2 separate regions of the Sus scrofa genome follow, and region 2 is linked to region 1. The links are chromatin contacts, called in public HiChIP or PLAC-seq maps. All regions are on one chromosome and are shown on one strand. Each heading gives the region's core, a stretch centred on a gene start, on an enhancer-like site or on the middle of the called end of the contact. The rest is flanking DNA. Distances are from core to core; before and after follow the strand shown.

Evidence for each region. HiChIP or PLAC-seq counts read pairs in DNA pulled down with a chosen protein or histone mark.
Region 2: a contact with region 1 is called in an H3K27ac HiChIP or PLAC-seq map of alveolar macrophages. The contact joins two enhancer-like sites.

Annotation. Positions count from the first base shown.
Region 1 is chr12:3,375,039-3,382,312 of Sscrofa11.1, reverse strand. All of the region lies in intron 1 of CYTH1 (cytohesin-1), which reads right to left. Among named protein-coding and RNA genes, the nearest start is that of CYTH1, 22 kb to the right of the region's middle. Within about 2 kb of position 2,727, at least 23 of the 83 cell types and tissues checked have an H3K27ac peak or open chromatin away from gene starts, as enhancers often do. A contact at or near this core is called in alveolar macrophages, where this site is marked.
Region 2 is chr12:3,647,041-3,654,314 of Sscrofa11.1, reverse strand. No RefSeq gene overlaps it. Among named protein-coding and RNA genes, the nearest start is that of SOCS3, 6.0 kb to the right of the region's middle. Within about 2 kb of position 4,519, at least 59 of the 83 cell types and tissues checked have an H3K27ac peak or open chromatin away from gene starts, as enhancers often do. A contact at or near this core is called in alveolar macrophages, where this site is marked.

The sequences.
Region 1 (7,274 bases), core at 1,478-3,977:
GAAGCAGAGCGCGAGGGCAGAGCTGCAGCATTTAGAACACGGCCGGTAATGCCAAAGGAAACCAGGCAAAAGGGAGACAAACAGGCGCACCCGGAAAGCAGCACAGCTGCAGACACCACACGGCTCCGTGGGCCCGTGCTCTGTGGGCAACAGAAAGCACACAGAGCAGGTCTGAAACTGGCCATCTAGAAGCACGAGCAGCACTTCCTGTCGTGGCTCAACGGGTTAGGGACCCAGCGTTGTCTTTGTGAGGATGTGGGTTTGATCCCTGGCCTTGCTCAGTGGGTTAAGGATCAGATGTTGCCGTGCTGTGGTATAGGTCCCAGTTGCAGCTCTGATTCGACCCCCGGCCAGGGAACTCCAAAATGCCTCAGGTGCGGGAGGAGGAGGAAGAAGAGGAGGAAGAGGAGGAAGAAGAAACAAAAATATTGTTAAGCAGGTTAAAAAAAGTCCAAAGTGGGAGTTCCTGTCGTGGCGCAGCAGAAACAAATCCAGCTAGGAACCATGAGGTTGCCGGTTCGATCCCTGGCTTCACTCAGTGGGTTAAGGTTCCCACGTTGCCGTAAGCTGTGGTGTAGGTCGCAGACATGGCTCGGATCCCGAGTTGCTGTGGCTCTGGTGTAGGCCGGCAGCTATAGCTCCGATTAGACCCCTAGCCTGGGAACCTCCACGTGCCGAGGGTGTGCCCCTAAAAAAGACAAAAAGACAAACAAAAGAAAAAGTCCAGAATGGCTGCCCCAGGAAAGGACCGCCAGGTGGGGCCGGGAACTGCTCTTCTGCATTAGAACCTTGTTGGTTATGTAACCCGTTTTCCTCTTCTCCATGACGGCAAATGTCTGTATTTGTTACTTAAAAGACCTGTTTATATATCATATAGTTTTTTTTCTTTTGGCCTTGCCTGTGGCATCCAGGCCAGGGATCTAACTCATGTCACAGCAGTGACCACACCAGACCCGTAACACACTGCGCCGTAAGAGAATTTCTAGATGAATTTTTAAATAAGGGGCTGAAATCAATGCAGCGCTTCCAAATACAAAAAGATCAAATGGAGTCAGTAGTGGTTACATTGAGGGTTCCACTGTGTGAAGACTTGACAATATTTGAAAATTACTTTTAATTAGTTTTTTTTTTTTTTTTTTGGTCTTTTTTGGCTATTTCTTGGGCCACTCCCGCGGCATATGGAGGTTCCCAGGCTAGAGGCTGAATCGGAGCTGTAGCCACCGGCCTACGCCAGAGCCACAGCAACGTTGGATCCGAGCCGCGTCTGCAACCTACACCACAGCTCACGGCAACGCCGGATCCTTCACCCACTGAGCGAGGCCAGGGATTGAACCCACAACTTCATGGTTCCTAGTCGGATTCGTTAACCACTGCGCCATGACGGGAACTCCTGAAAATTACTTTAACCTGAAAATGGTATCGGCATGTTGTTTCCTTAAGGCAGAATTTGTCTTGATATACAAACCACACAGTTCACACTCTTAAAAAGTGTACAATTCAGTGGTTTGCAGTACACTCACAAAGTTACCTATTCATCATCCTCAGAAGATCCCCACCCCGCCCCCAGGAGCAGTCACTCTTCCTGCCTCCAGGCCAAGCCGCCGGCAGACCCCAAGCCTGTGCATCTGCCCACGGACCCTGCATGGCCTTCAGCCTCGGGTCCTTTCCCTCAGCACGGTGTTTTCGGGGTTCAAGGCACGTCGCACGCACCCCACTTCGTTCCTCTCCAAGGTGGAAGAACACTCTACCACGGGGCCGCACCCCATCCCGTCCATTCCCTCATCAGTTGACAGACCCTTGACTTCTGAGAGGAACGCGGTTACAAGCAAGCGTGGAAACTCTTATGTGGCGCATGGTCTCTTAGGCTATGCATGTGCATCACTGTGACAAAATAAATTTTAAGGTCGTTTTCCTTTTCCTACCTACCCCTCAGAGTCCAGCTCCAGAAACACACATTCCCCCCCTCCCGCCTCCGCCACCCCCCCCTCCCCCTCACTGTCACCCATCGCGCCCCCTGTACCGGAAACAAACTCGGACTTGTGGTAAGTTTCCCCTCTAAAGAGTTTATGATTCTATGAACCAGGACTCCCCTTCTCAAAGACGAAGAGTGTCTGCTAAAAAAGCTTTCTACGCTTTTAGGTAATCACAGGACAACCACATTAGCTGTCCCCTCGGCTCCGTACAAATTCTCACCACCCACTGAATGATCAAGGCTGGTTTCAACACTGTCCTGAGTCAAAAGGGACATGTTTAAGGATCAAACATGCCCAACAGCTCTGCAGGGGACGGTGGTGGCTAAGCCATCAGGAAAGCTCATTCTTTAACGGGATTAAAGTAATGCATCACAAGCACCAGCCATTTATGAAAAACTCAACTGATATTTCCAGCTACGATCTTTCTGGAACTTTTACTACTTAGGAGAATACAAGACTAATGGGGCGGCGGGGTGACCACATCGCCACATTGGGTGTTCTGTGCACTTCGAAACCAAATTCAATGAACAACTTTTAGAAATAATGGCCAGCCTTCAATAAACATGCGAACAGCTGACATCAGGGCTCGGGCTGTGAGCGTGTTCACGCAGGCGCAGGGAAGGAGGGGGCTGGGGAGCACGGGCACCTGCCTGCTCGCCCCCTTCTGCCGTGGGCCTCTGCTCTGATGCACAAGCACGGCTTCTCCCCTTCCTGTCTGCTCTGCTCCCTCTCTGCCTGACTAATTCTACGTCACCCCCTTTCTCTGCAAAACCACAAGACCAACGTTACAAAATCGGGGCACTCCACCCATCCTTTTACTCAGCTCGGAGAGCGAACCGAACACGTGGCAAGGAGCCAGGGCCCAGGAGCTGAAGCCGCCGCCACGCCCGCGGGAGGGGGGCGCAGACCAGAGGAGGCGGGAAGGCAGTGAGCACCCCGTGGGCGCCAGGTCCAAACTGCTTCTGGGTACCTGCCACTGATTTTAAAAACAAACTTAGCGGAAACCATGGTTTGGTCTAAAATCAAATCTCATTTAGAAGGCGTCAGTAAAATACAAGACAAATAAGAAAACTCTAAGGATCTATGTTTCAAAGGGTGTTTCTTCAAGATTTTCTCCAAGCTCGTACTTAAACTATTGTTCAGATGTATATTTTCCCTTAAAAAAACACCTCCCTTTCAGTCTCAAAACTATTCCTACCAAGTTCGGAGGCAGGTCTCAGTTTACAGAAGCCACCATCACGCAAAGAACCCCACATGCTCCCACCATACCATGAAATCCTTCTCGGCTCCCCACTCTGGGTCTGAGAAGGGACAGCTAGTCAGGTGCCCGGGGAGGGGGGCATGGGCTTCGGGGACACAGCGTGGCCCCCACGGGAGCGATGCCACGGCTCTGCTCAGGCAGCAGCAGCAGAGGTGGAGGAAAGCAGGGGCTTCAGGAGAGCGCGGAGGCAGAAAGGACGGCACTACTAACGCCTGGATGGGGACACGAGAGGAACGGAGGAATCCGGGTTTCCTCCCAACATGTGACCGCACGTCACGTGGGTGGACCTGCTGTCTCCCAGGATGGGCACGGCTGGGGCTCCACCGTGCCTAGCTGAGCGTGAGGCCCCCTGCAGATGTCCGTGGGGATGACGAGTGAAGCAGGGAGCCATCCAGGCCTAAGGCGTCAGGGGAGGAAGAGGGCTAGAGACACAGCGGGTCCTCATAAGTCAGGAAGTTATCCGGCCAGAAAGTCGCTGCTGACCGTGAACCGCCCGACGCGGAACCAGCATTCCCAGGGGAAATGCAGGACGAGGTTCCTGAGAGCCCCCGATCCCTTCTTATCAAAGGATCAACCCATAAGCTGGTTTCACGTGTGTCTCTGTCTCGGGTCACCCCACTGGCGCTGAACTCGCGCCTGCAGGAGGCCCGTCTATCACGCGCGTGCTCGGCAGGGCGCACCACGGCCTTCTAGCACTTGGGAACGCCCGGCACTTCAGCACTTACTTGGGGCCATTTTATTTATTTATTTATTCATTTATTTTGTCTTTTTGCTTTTTCTAGGGCCGCTCCCGCGGCACATGGAGGTTCCCAGACTAGGGGTCCAATTGGAGCTATAGCCGCTGGCCTACGCCAGAGCCACAGCAATGCGGGATCCGAGCCATGTCTGCAACCTACACCATGGCACACGGCAACACCGGATCCCCAACTCACTGAGCGAGGCCAGGGATCGAACCTGCATCCTCATGGTTCCTAGTCGGATTCATTAACCACTACGCCACGACGGGAACTCCACTTGGGGCCATTTTAAACAGAGAAGTTACCCACAGAAAGGGCATAAACACAGCACTACCCAGGGCCCTTATTTGAGGCCTGAGCCCTGTACGGAGGCAGAGCTTGGCCTCACTCCCAGGGCCCAGGAACCCACGGAGGGAGCAGCTGTGTCTGGGTGTGTTCACAGACGCTGTGAAAGCACCACCTTCGTGTTCATCCGGGGCTGCAAACAGATTCCACGGAGCCGGCAAACTCCAGACGGAATCCGTGAATAATGAGGACCGGCCGTGTAACCCCGGGGCACGGCCGTGTTTGACGAGACTCCTTAAACCAAATGCTGACCCCAAATGCTCCAAAGACCCGATCAGGAGGAGGAAGGAGGGAGAAACCTGACTGACTTTGCAAATCTGCCACCTATTCCCAGGTGCCTGGAGTTAGGAAGACGCCTTCTCTTCACCAGTTATAAGGCTGGTAGTGCGGAGGGTCCCAGGCTGGGGTCGAGTCAGAGCTGCAGCTGCCGGCCCACGCCACAGCCATGCGGGATCCAAGCCGCGCCTGCGACCTGCACCACAGCTCGTGGCAACGCCAGGTCCTTAACCCACTGAGCGAGGCCAGGGATCGAACCCGCAACCTCATGGATCCTAGTCGGGCTCATCCCCTCTGAGCCACAACAGGAGCGCCAAGGCCGGTAGTTTGATCCCCACTTTCCGATTCCTTTCTCTATTTCCAGTAGTTCAGAACTTGGAAGGGAAAAAAAGGAATATTTATTGCTCTCTCTCCCACTGGAAAGCAAAGAACTTTATTGTGTGCATTTCATAGCAATTTTCAGATAAATTACCTTTAAAACATGTCTAACTGGAAGAAAATCTCCATCACCAATTAACTGGTTTGGGGACCATCAGGACAAATAACGTTGTCAGCGGTTAGGGTGATGCTGGGAACTTGCAAACGCACATCGGTGAGTCGGTAATTTTGACCCAGCAAACGGAGATAATGTCACAAACCTCTTATCACAGAGGGGCTGGTGCAGATTAAATCCCGCATGGAAAATGGAAAATGCCGAGTTAAATACAAAGCTAAAGACAGTTCTGTAGAGCACGAAGCTTCTTGTTTCTTACAAGACAGTCCTTCCTGGAGTTCCCGTCGTGGCGCAGTGGTTAACAAATCCGACTAGGAACCATGAGGATGCGGGTTCGGTCCCTGCCCTTGCTCAGTGGGTTAACTATCCGGCGTTGCCGTGTAGGTTGCAGACACAGCTCGGACCCCACGTTGCTGTGGCTCTGGCGTAGGCCGGTGGCTACAGCTCCGATTCGACCCGTAGCCTGGGAACCTCCATATGCCACGGGAGCAGCCCAAAGAAATAGCAAAAAGACAAAAAAAAAAAAAAAAAAAAAAAGACAGTCCTTCCTGCCAAAAAGTCATGTGTAATCCTGGTTGGAAAATAAGACATCCAAGAACACATGGAGAGGGAGTTCCCCTCATGGCGCAGTGGTTAACAAATCCGACTAGGAACCATGAGGTTGTGGGTTCGATCCCTGGCCTCGCTCAATGGGCTAAGGATCCGGTGTTGCTGTGGCTGTGGTGTGGGCTGGTGGCTACAGCTCCGATTAGACCCTTAGCCTGAGAACCTCCATGTGCTGCAGGAAGTGGCCCTAGAAAAGGCAAAAAGACAAAAAAAAAAAAAAAGAGAGAGAGAGAGAGAGAGAATACATGGAGAAAAAGAGGGCAGGCAGGCTGCAGCCCCTCTCTCCCAAAGCTTTCTTCCCACCCCACAGTCTCCAGGCATGTGCCTGGGTGAGCTGCGTGACGAGTCACCAGGAGCATGAGGACACCGGGGCCAGGCCTCTCCCTGAGCCTCTCCCCAAAGGCTGAAAACTACAAACAAAGGCTCAGAGGGCTGTTTGCAGCCCTTGTTAGTACATGGGGTTTGCACCCTCACTGGGGGGAGTCGCGTAAGACCACCAATTAAGACGAAAATGGTACATCATTAGGTATTCAGTGGACTAAATACGTGGTTCTCTACACTGCAATTATGAAAAGACCAATTTCCCCAATTTTAAGTTAAACCACTTTTAACTCCTGCCACCTAACTTGTCTGGGGATCAATCACTGATTCTTTAGAATCACTTTTAATACCTTCGTTCCAAAGCAGATTATCTGCCTGGTAGTTCAAACACCCAACCCTAAACAACAGAACTGTTCTAAAAAGATGTTACAAAATAATCCTTTTTTGAAAAAAATATCCACACCTTCCCCAACTTCTTCTTAAAAGAAGATCCACTCTGTGGGGCAATGGTGCAAACTGGTGGGCAGCAAAGACCCAGCTGATGACAGGAGAGGGCGCCCAGCCTCTGGCTGCACTGAGGGGAGGAAGACAGCGACCCCAAGGGCACGTCCACGTAAGTCACATGGGAGCTCCCAGGGCGCGGGTCCCCAGGACGCGCAGAGCAGCTCTGCGAAGGGAAAGCCAGGGAGACGCCGGCGCATGCACACGGCTTCCTAAAGGGCCACCGCGCCCGCTCCCCCCATCGGGCAGTGCTCCTGCATGCATGTGCCCAACGGAGAATAATTCATAAGTTTGTGGGTAAAGCCTTCTCTCCCATTTACAAAATTGTAATTTTGTATAAGAATAGAAAAAAAAAAGTTCCCATTTACTTTGCGACTGTTTCAAGTTTTATGGCTTTTTTTGGTCCCTCCCTGCAGTGGCTTGACACAGGATCTCAGTGACAAGACCAGGGATAGAACCCAGGCCGTGGCAGTGACAGCGCCAAGTCCTAACGACTAGACCGCCACACAACTCCCACGTCACCTGTTTTCCCGTTTGACTGATGCAGAACCGTAACAGGGAGGCACCTACTAGGAGCTGGGGACGCCTCTGTCTGAGACCGGGTGAGTGACAAGGACCTACTGCAGAGCCGGGGGAGGTCTACTCGGTGCTGGGTAATAACCCACGTGGGGAAGGGTCTGGAAAGAACTCGGGTATGCCTGTCATTCACTTGGCCTGACACTGAGACCACTTCCGAAATCAACTATACTCCCATAAAATTT
Region 2 (7,274 bases), core at 3,270-5,769, 270 kb before region 1:
AAGGTCTCTTGTGGCAGCCAGGCCCCTTGGCTGACCTTCTCAGGTCCTTCTCTTAGACTGGAGAGGCCTGGCAGGGTGCCCGCGAGGGCCGGGCTGCTGTCCTGGGCTCCTCCCCTCCCCTCCAGGGCTTTGGCCAGAGCCTGGTCAGGGTCCCTGCTGAGCTCTCAGCCAACCCCTGGAGTGAGGGCCTGAGGAGTCCAGCGGGGAGGCCCCGGCGTGGAGGGCACTATTCCACAGCCGTCTACCGACGCCACCCCCTCCTTGGGCAATGCGGCTGGTCTCCATAGAGCTTCTGGGTGGCCTTCCTGCCAGACCCCCCTGCCCATTTTCAGCAGGTGCCAAGGGACCCTGAAAAGGACAGGGAGTAGCTGGAGGACCATGCTCGGAAGCCAGCCTGCCTCTGCTCCCCCTTCAGCCCCCGAGCTGGTGGCTTTCCCTCCAGCCTCTTTTTCATCGAATTCTGCAGCACAAGGGAATAGAGAGGTCACCCCATCCATCCCCCCACTTCCAGAAGGAAGAGTTTCGAGCGATATTGGGGTTCTCTGCAGTTTCACGAGAAACTCTGCACTTGCAGTTGGCCAAAGGTCCCACTGGAGTTTCCTTGGCGATTCGATGTCCACTGGGAGCCCCAACCCTGAACACCGGAGGCTCCCACCCCCTGGGAGAAGGATGCTAGGGGGTAGGAGCATCCTAGCTCCAGGCAGCCCCAGGACTGGCCCCCAGGGCTGATTGGTCTCTGAAGGGAGCTAGATGTGGAACCTCTGCCACGTGGGTCCCTTTACAGTCACTGCTAAGTGGCGGTCCTGGAAGCTGGGCACTCACAGGCAGGGGCACTTTGTAGCGGGCAAGGCAGCGGATCGAAAGTCAGGTGATCAGCATTCTAAGTCTGCTTCTTCCATGAATCACCTGTGTGACGTGAGGCGAGCCCAAATCCCTCTGCACCTTAGTTTACTCATCTGGGAAACGCAATCCCACGGGACTTTGTGAAGCGTATAAAAAAAGCAGAAGAGGAATTCCCGTTGTGGCTCAGCGGTAAGGAATCCGACTAGCATCCATGAGGACGTGGGTTCGATCCCTGGCCTCACTCAGTGGGTTAACAATCCGGCATTGCCATGAGCTACAGTGTAGGTCGCAGACGCGGCTTGGATCCCGCATGGCTGTGGCTGTGGTGTAGGCCGGCAGCTGCAGCTCTGATTCGACCCCTAGCCTGGGAACCTCCATATGCCGCAGGTGCAGCTGGAGAAAGAAAAAAAAAATTGAAGGACTGAATAAGAGTGAGGTTCTTCCTTCGAAGAGGTCATAGTCCAGTTTGGAAGAAACTGGCCACCCCCCAGAAGAGGCAGAATTCCCAGCGGGAGAAGGGGTGTCTGGGCTGGTAGGATAACCCCAACGTGAAACGGGCTCACAGGTGACCACCGGTGTGAAGCCTGTAGTGGGCAGGTGAGACCACCTTGACATGAAGTCAGTGTCCCAGTGGGGCAGAGTGGGTGCAGGAGCTGAAGCCTTTCCACTGGGCAAGTCTGAAGGGTATCCTGGAACCAGCTTAGAGGGAAGTGCCAGGGCACCCAGGATGCATCCTATGGGGAAGGGCTGTGTGGGTGCGACATGACGAAAGCAGTATTTTTAGAAGATGAGTCGGGCTTGGATGTGCCTGGTGGGGTCACGCGAAACTTCTTGAAGTTCCTCAGTTTGGGGTTTCCTTTTTCAGCCGTTTCCCTGTTTCTGAGCATTAGAATGCCTGGTCCCGCGCCTGCCGAGGGAACACCTGCTGTTTCCCATCAGCCCAGTCGCCTCTTCTGGGAAACCACTGTAGGTCATTTCCTCCTGGAGGTCCCCAGCTGTACCCTGTACACTATTTTATTTTTATACCCATTCCTTTTTAGGATACTTCTTGGTTTTCACCCCTGGTTCCCCTTTCAGACTGTAAGCCTCTTGAAGTTTGAACGTTTCCTGCTGGGCAGTGATCCCTCCAGCATTGGTACTCAGAGCCGGGGGATGGGGCGAGAGGGGGAAGGGGGGGGGTGGTCCCACTTGCATTGGTATCAGCCAGGGAGTCCTGGGAAAGTAAGCACCAGGTACTAAGGCTCAGGAACCCTGCAGCCTCCATCACACAACTTCATGGGACCCCACCCGCAAAGGTCATAGTGTGAACAGCGCCCCCTGTGGTTGTGTAGTACACATGCGCCTCCGGGAGGACCTGGTCCTCGTGAGTTTTCTAGTCCTCGTCTACACCCACATCATCCTATACCTTATGGATCCCAAGGAGTGTTCTCTGTATGAACAGGAGATTTGCGATTTGGGGGAGGGGAGGGGAAGGAGAGGAAACATTTTCTTGTGTAATGTAAATAACGAACCATACTCGCATTCTGGAAGTTCCCGTCGTGGTGCAGTGGTTAACGAATCCGACTAGGAACCATGAGGTTGCGAGTTCGATCCCTGGCCTTGCTCAGTGGGTTAAGGATCTGGCGTTGCCGTGAGCTGTGGTGTAGGTTGCAGATGAGGCCCACGTTGCTGTGGCTCTGGCGTAGGCTGGCGGCTACAGCTCTGATTCGACCCCTAGCCTGGGAACCTCCACATGCCACGGGAGCAGACAAAGAAATGGCAAAAAGACGAAAAAAAAAAAAAACCCAAAAACCAAAAACCTTGCATTCTGGCTCCTTTTTATTTAAGTCTAGGTTTTCCACCTTTCTCAAAGGCTGGGCCTGATTATTGCTATGACAGTGGTGGTGGATGGTATTCTCGGGGAAAGCACACAGTTTTAGCATTCAGAGCCCTGGCTTCTACTCAGCCGAGAGCTGGGGGGCCTCTGATTCTTTCTGCAACGCAGCCTTCCAGGCCGCGGCTGTTACTTAAGGCTGTGCTGCAATCCGGAGCACTCAGGAGTGGGAAGTCCAGCGTTCTCCCCACTTCTGGGAACAGCTCCCCATCCCCCTCCTCGCACCAGCTTCCACAGGCAATCCTCATGACAGAGGGTCAGGCTAACCCAGGGTTTCACAAATGCCTGGCCTGTTCCCAGCACAGCACAGCTGGGAGGGCTCAGCCTTGGGGGGAAGGCGCACTCTCCTCCTCTCTGGCCTGCTGTCCTGTCCGGGGCCCAGGGCCCAGGGGCTGGAGCCCAGCAGAGGGAAGGGCTGCACTTGTCTGCACTTGCTGCAGTGTGGGCGGCGGACCTGGGCCTTCCCTCTCTGCTGATTTCCAGCTCCAGCTTAGTCAAGGTTCAAGGAGGAAATTCCCTGACCCAGGAAGAAAGGAACATCCAGGCTTGTCTTCCCCGAAGGCAGGAGCAGCTAGTGGTCTGAGAGTCACCTAAGGAGGGGGTCAAGGGTTCAGATTCCCAGCTATCCTTGGGGGCTTTTGGGCTATTATTTTTTTTGGCTGCACCCTTGGCATGCAGAAGGTCCCAGGCCAAGGGTCGAACCTGTGCCTCGGCAATGACAACGCTGGATCTTTTAACTGCTAGACCACCGGGGAACTCCCCATCCCTGGGGCTTCAGATTCAGGGGAGCTGGGTGGGAGTCCAGGAGTCAGTCATTTCGTCCGCCCCCTGGGGGCCCACAGGTGGCTCTGTGGCTTTCAGGAGACGCCTGGGCGGGGGGGGGGGGGGGGGGGGGGGGAGTTAATCGGAAAGAGCCCTGGATTCTCAGGTAGGGCCTCCAGGTCTCTCTGAGGACATGACCCTGGAAGAACTCCCCTTGTAACCCAGACCTCCGTTTCTCCTTCTCTGAAATGCAAGAGTGATTGACTGTCCTGGTTTGCCAGACATTTAGGGCCACTAACCGAGGACAAGCCGGTCACCGGACCTGAGGGTGAGACGGATCGTGGATGTTCCAGGTACTGGAGAGGTGACGTGAAGATGCATGTTTGCTGCACCAACAGCAGTTGATGGGTCATCTTATTTACAGTTTTACCAGCGTCTGTCCCTGCCACTAAATTGCCGGAGAGCAGGAGCAGGGCCTTGTCTTGTTCGCCCTCAATCCCCTGATACTCGGTTCTCGCTGAGTAAATGAATGAATGAGTGAGTGAATGAGTGAGGGAGAGGCAGGGGCTGTGGGACTCCAAGGACAGAGGTACGTGGCGGGGGGAGGGGCTGCCGGCCTGGAGGGGACTCTGGGCTCCCTTAGGACGAGAAAACTTGATCCACTCGTGGCCAGCAAAGAGTCTAAGCTTTCTGAGCAGTTTCCCCTCCGAGGGGCCAGCGACCCCCAGGGACGAAGGACTCCCTCCCCCTCTCCCTCCCTCCTCCCCCCACCCCCCCCACGAGCCCCGGGCGCGCCGGTCCACCCTCTCTCCTCCCTCTCCCGCCCCCCACCCCAGGGAGGTGCGCCTGGCAGCCTCCCGGCCGAATTTCCTGGCACTCGGCTGAGAATAAACAGCACTCTGCGCCTGTAATCCCGTTGCCATGGCGACCGCTCCGCGGGCGGCGGGGGCGTGGCGGGGGCGTGGCGAGGCGGGGCCGGCCCTCCGCGCGCACGCTCGGCTGGGCGGCGGCGGCGCCTGGGGCCCGGGAGGTGCCACCCGCGCGGCTCCGCGCGGACATTCTTCGCATAGCTCCGCCAGGGCTCCCGCGGTGTCCGGGAAGTGACTCTTCCTGGCAGAGGCCGGCCTCGGAGCGGCGCGCCCGCCCGGGGGCCGCTTAAACGGGAGCGGCCGGGACGCGGCTCGGGAAGGTGCGCCGGGACTAGGCTCTTCCCACTTCGGTGTCCTTCTTCCCGGTCCGCCCCATGCACGTTATCCCCTACCCCGCAGACTGCTGTCTCTTCCTAGACTCCTTTTGTGGCTGTCTGCACCCCCCCACACGCCCCCACTCCCCACCCCCGGCCCGGTACCTCCTCCCAAACATCCTTACTGGCTCCTTAGACTAGGACACACGTGCCGGCTAATTTTCCATCTCCAGCTCCCCCGTCTGTGGCCTCCCGACTTCCCTCCCCCAGAGCAGGCCTTAGAGTTCCCATTCCTGGCTCTAATTCATCGAGAGGCCTGCCCAAAACAGCAGGACCGGAGAGAGGACAGGGCCTCTTGGGGATAAACTCCTGCAGCGCCAGAAGCAGGGTGATGGGGCAGAGGGCCTGGGGGCACCATCTCCCTTGGCATCGGCCAGGACACCCCCCCCCCGTGCTTTTCTTAGCCCTGCTAAGGCATGGGTGCCTGCTCGAACCACAGAGAATTGTCCCCCGTGCCCTGCAGGATGCTTCTTAGCAAATCATGGAACCAGGCACACCCCTCTTCTGGTAGCAAGGACAGAGGGTCCCCCCACGAAGTCCTGTGTCTGCCTCTGGAAGGACTTGGTTTCTGAGAAGTGCAGAAAGACTTCTGGAACAGGGGTTGGGATGAGGGGGGAGAACGAAAAAGTGCTTGTGAGCGGCGCTGTCTGAGCGATTCTCATCCTGGTGTTGAACTTGAGTAAGAAGTTGGCTTTCCTTCTCTGGGACTCAGTTTGACCTGTCTGCAGAACCAGAGGGTTGGTCTAGTCTGTGGTCTGAAAATGGACAGACCTACAAGAAGAAGGCTGGGGGGCGGGGCGCAGCGAGGGAACGGAGTCAGGGGTCGCCCTGCCTCTGCGTTGGACATTCTGGAGGTGGAGATCACTGCTCCCCACCAAGCCCTTTTGTTTTCACCCTCTGAAACTGGACACCCTGGCTAAACAGCTGCCCTCTGGGCCCAGAACAGGGCCTTGGTGTGCCCCGAGTTCCAAGGTTCCATGGAGGCTGGGTGCCAGCCAGTGCGAGCGCTCTGCTGCGTGGAAGGCAGATGGTGGCAAAGCTGGCAGGCCCTAGGGTGGGAAAGAACCTGCCAAGTTTCCCAGGCCCTCATCCTCCTGGGGGGCACTGGGGAGCCAGGCCCCACGGGGGTCCCCCCACCCCACGGGGGTCCCCCCTACGGGGGTCCCCCCCCCGCAGGAAGGTGACCTTGCCTGCGTCTGCATTCCTGGTTGCAGAAGTGGGGGTCTCTCTGGTGTGGTTCCTACGTGCTCTGTCCACTCAGCGGTCGGTCTCACGCCTGGCCGGGCCCTTTCTCGTCACTTTAGGTTATTTTCCCCCAAAGTCCAGGAAATGGGAAAGAAAAACGACTTTGTTTATTTACTCTCAGCTGCCTTTTGGACTGGAGCAGCTTATCGGGGGCCCAGAAGAGGGCTCTGGCATTTGTTTCAGGCATCCGAGGCTCAGAGGCGGGGAGGGGGCCCTGACTTGGGGCAAACACTCGTCTCTCCAGCTGTCAGGTCTGGGGGCTTGGAGGCGGGAGAAGCATGAGAGGGAAGCGTTATGGAGAAGGCGCAGAACCCTAGCCCCGAGTGTGGAGGGTGTGTGTGGCGGGGTGGCGGGTGTGGGGGTCACCAACCTCTTGGCTTTGCGGAGGGGTTGGGGGCGGGGAGACCCACCTAGGGGCCACCCTAGGGCGTACTTAGTCTTATATAGGGAGGCGGAGAGTTAGTTCAGGGGCTTTGGAAAAGTCAAAGGCTGCTGGGTTCCTAGCCTGTGTCTCTCCCTCATTCCCAAGTGGTGTGTCCCTGGGCCGTTGCTTAACCTCCGTGAACCTGAGAGGCTGTCCCCACTCAGCCAACAAATATTTACTGAGCACCCGTTCTAGGCATCGCAAGTGACCGGTCCAACTTCCCGCTCCCATGGAGCACACGATTGTGTCTGAAAATATGGGGTGATAACACCAGCCTCCTGGCGATGGCTGCCAAGGTTAACCCAGGCGGCCTCCAAGTGCCCACAGGTGGGGAGTCACTGAAAAGAGGTAAAGAGACGGGGGTGGGTGGGTGGGGGCTCTTACTGGGAGGCAGGTGGCCCCAGGCACCGCTCAGGCTGGGGCTCCTGGGGGTGGGGGAGGGGGGTTACCCCCGAGACTGCCCCTCCCCCCCACCTCCATTGCACCGGACCGGGCCGAGGTCAGGGGTCACCACCGGGACCCTGTAGTCTGGGCTTTCTCGGAACACGTCCCTGGCCACGGAGCCCAGCGCCTCTAATAGCTTGGAGCCTCTAAAAGCTTTGACCACAGCTCAGCTTATACTCCCTGCAAACCCTTTGAAGCGCTTCCTTCGAACTTGCTTTGCATATTCTGGTCAGATCTGAATCAGACTAGCAGGAATTACCCCTCTCGGTAGAGTCTAGGTGGCTGCCTTAGCTTGTCGGTGACGTGAAGCCGAGTTGGATTCCATCACGAGGCGCACCGGGGCAGCGAGGGGGCAGAGCCGTCCCCCTCGGTGTGGCTCCTCTTCCTCCCTCGGATGCACAGTGTGGGGGTGGGTGCAGGAGAGAACAAGGCAGGAGGGG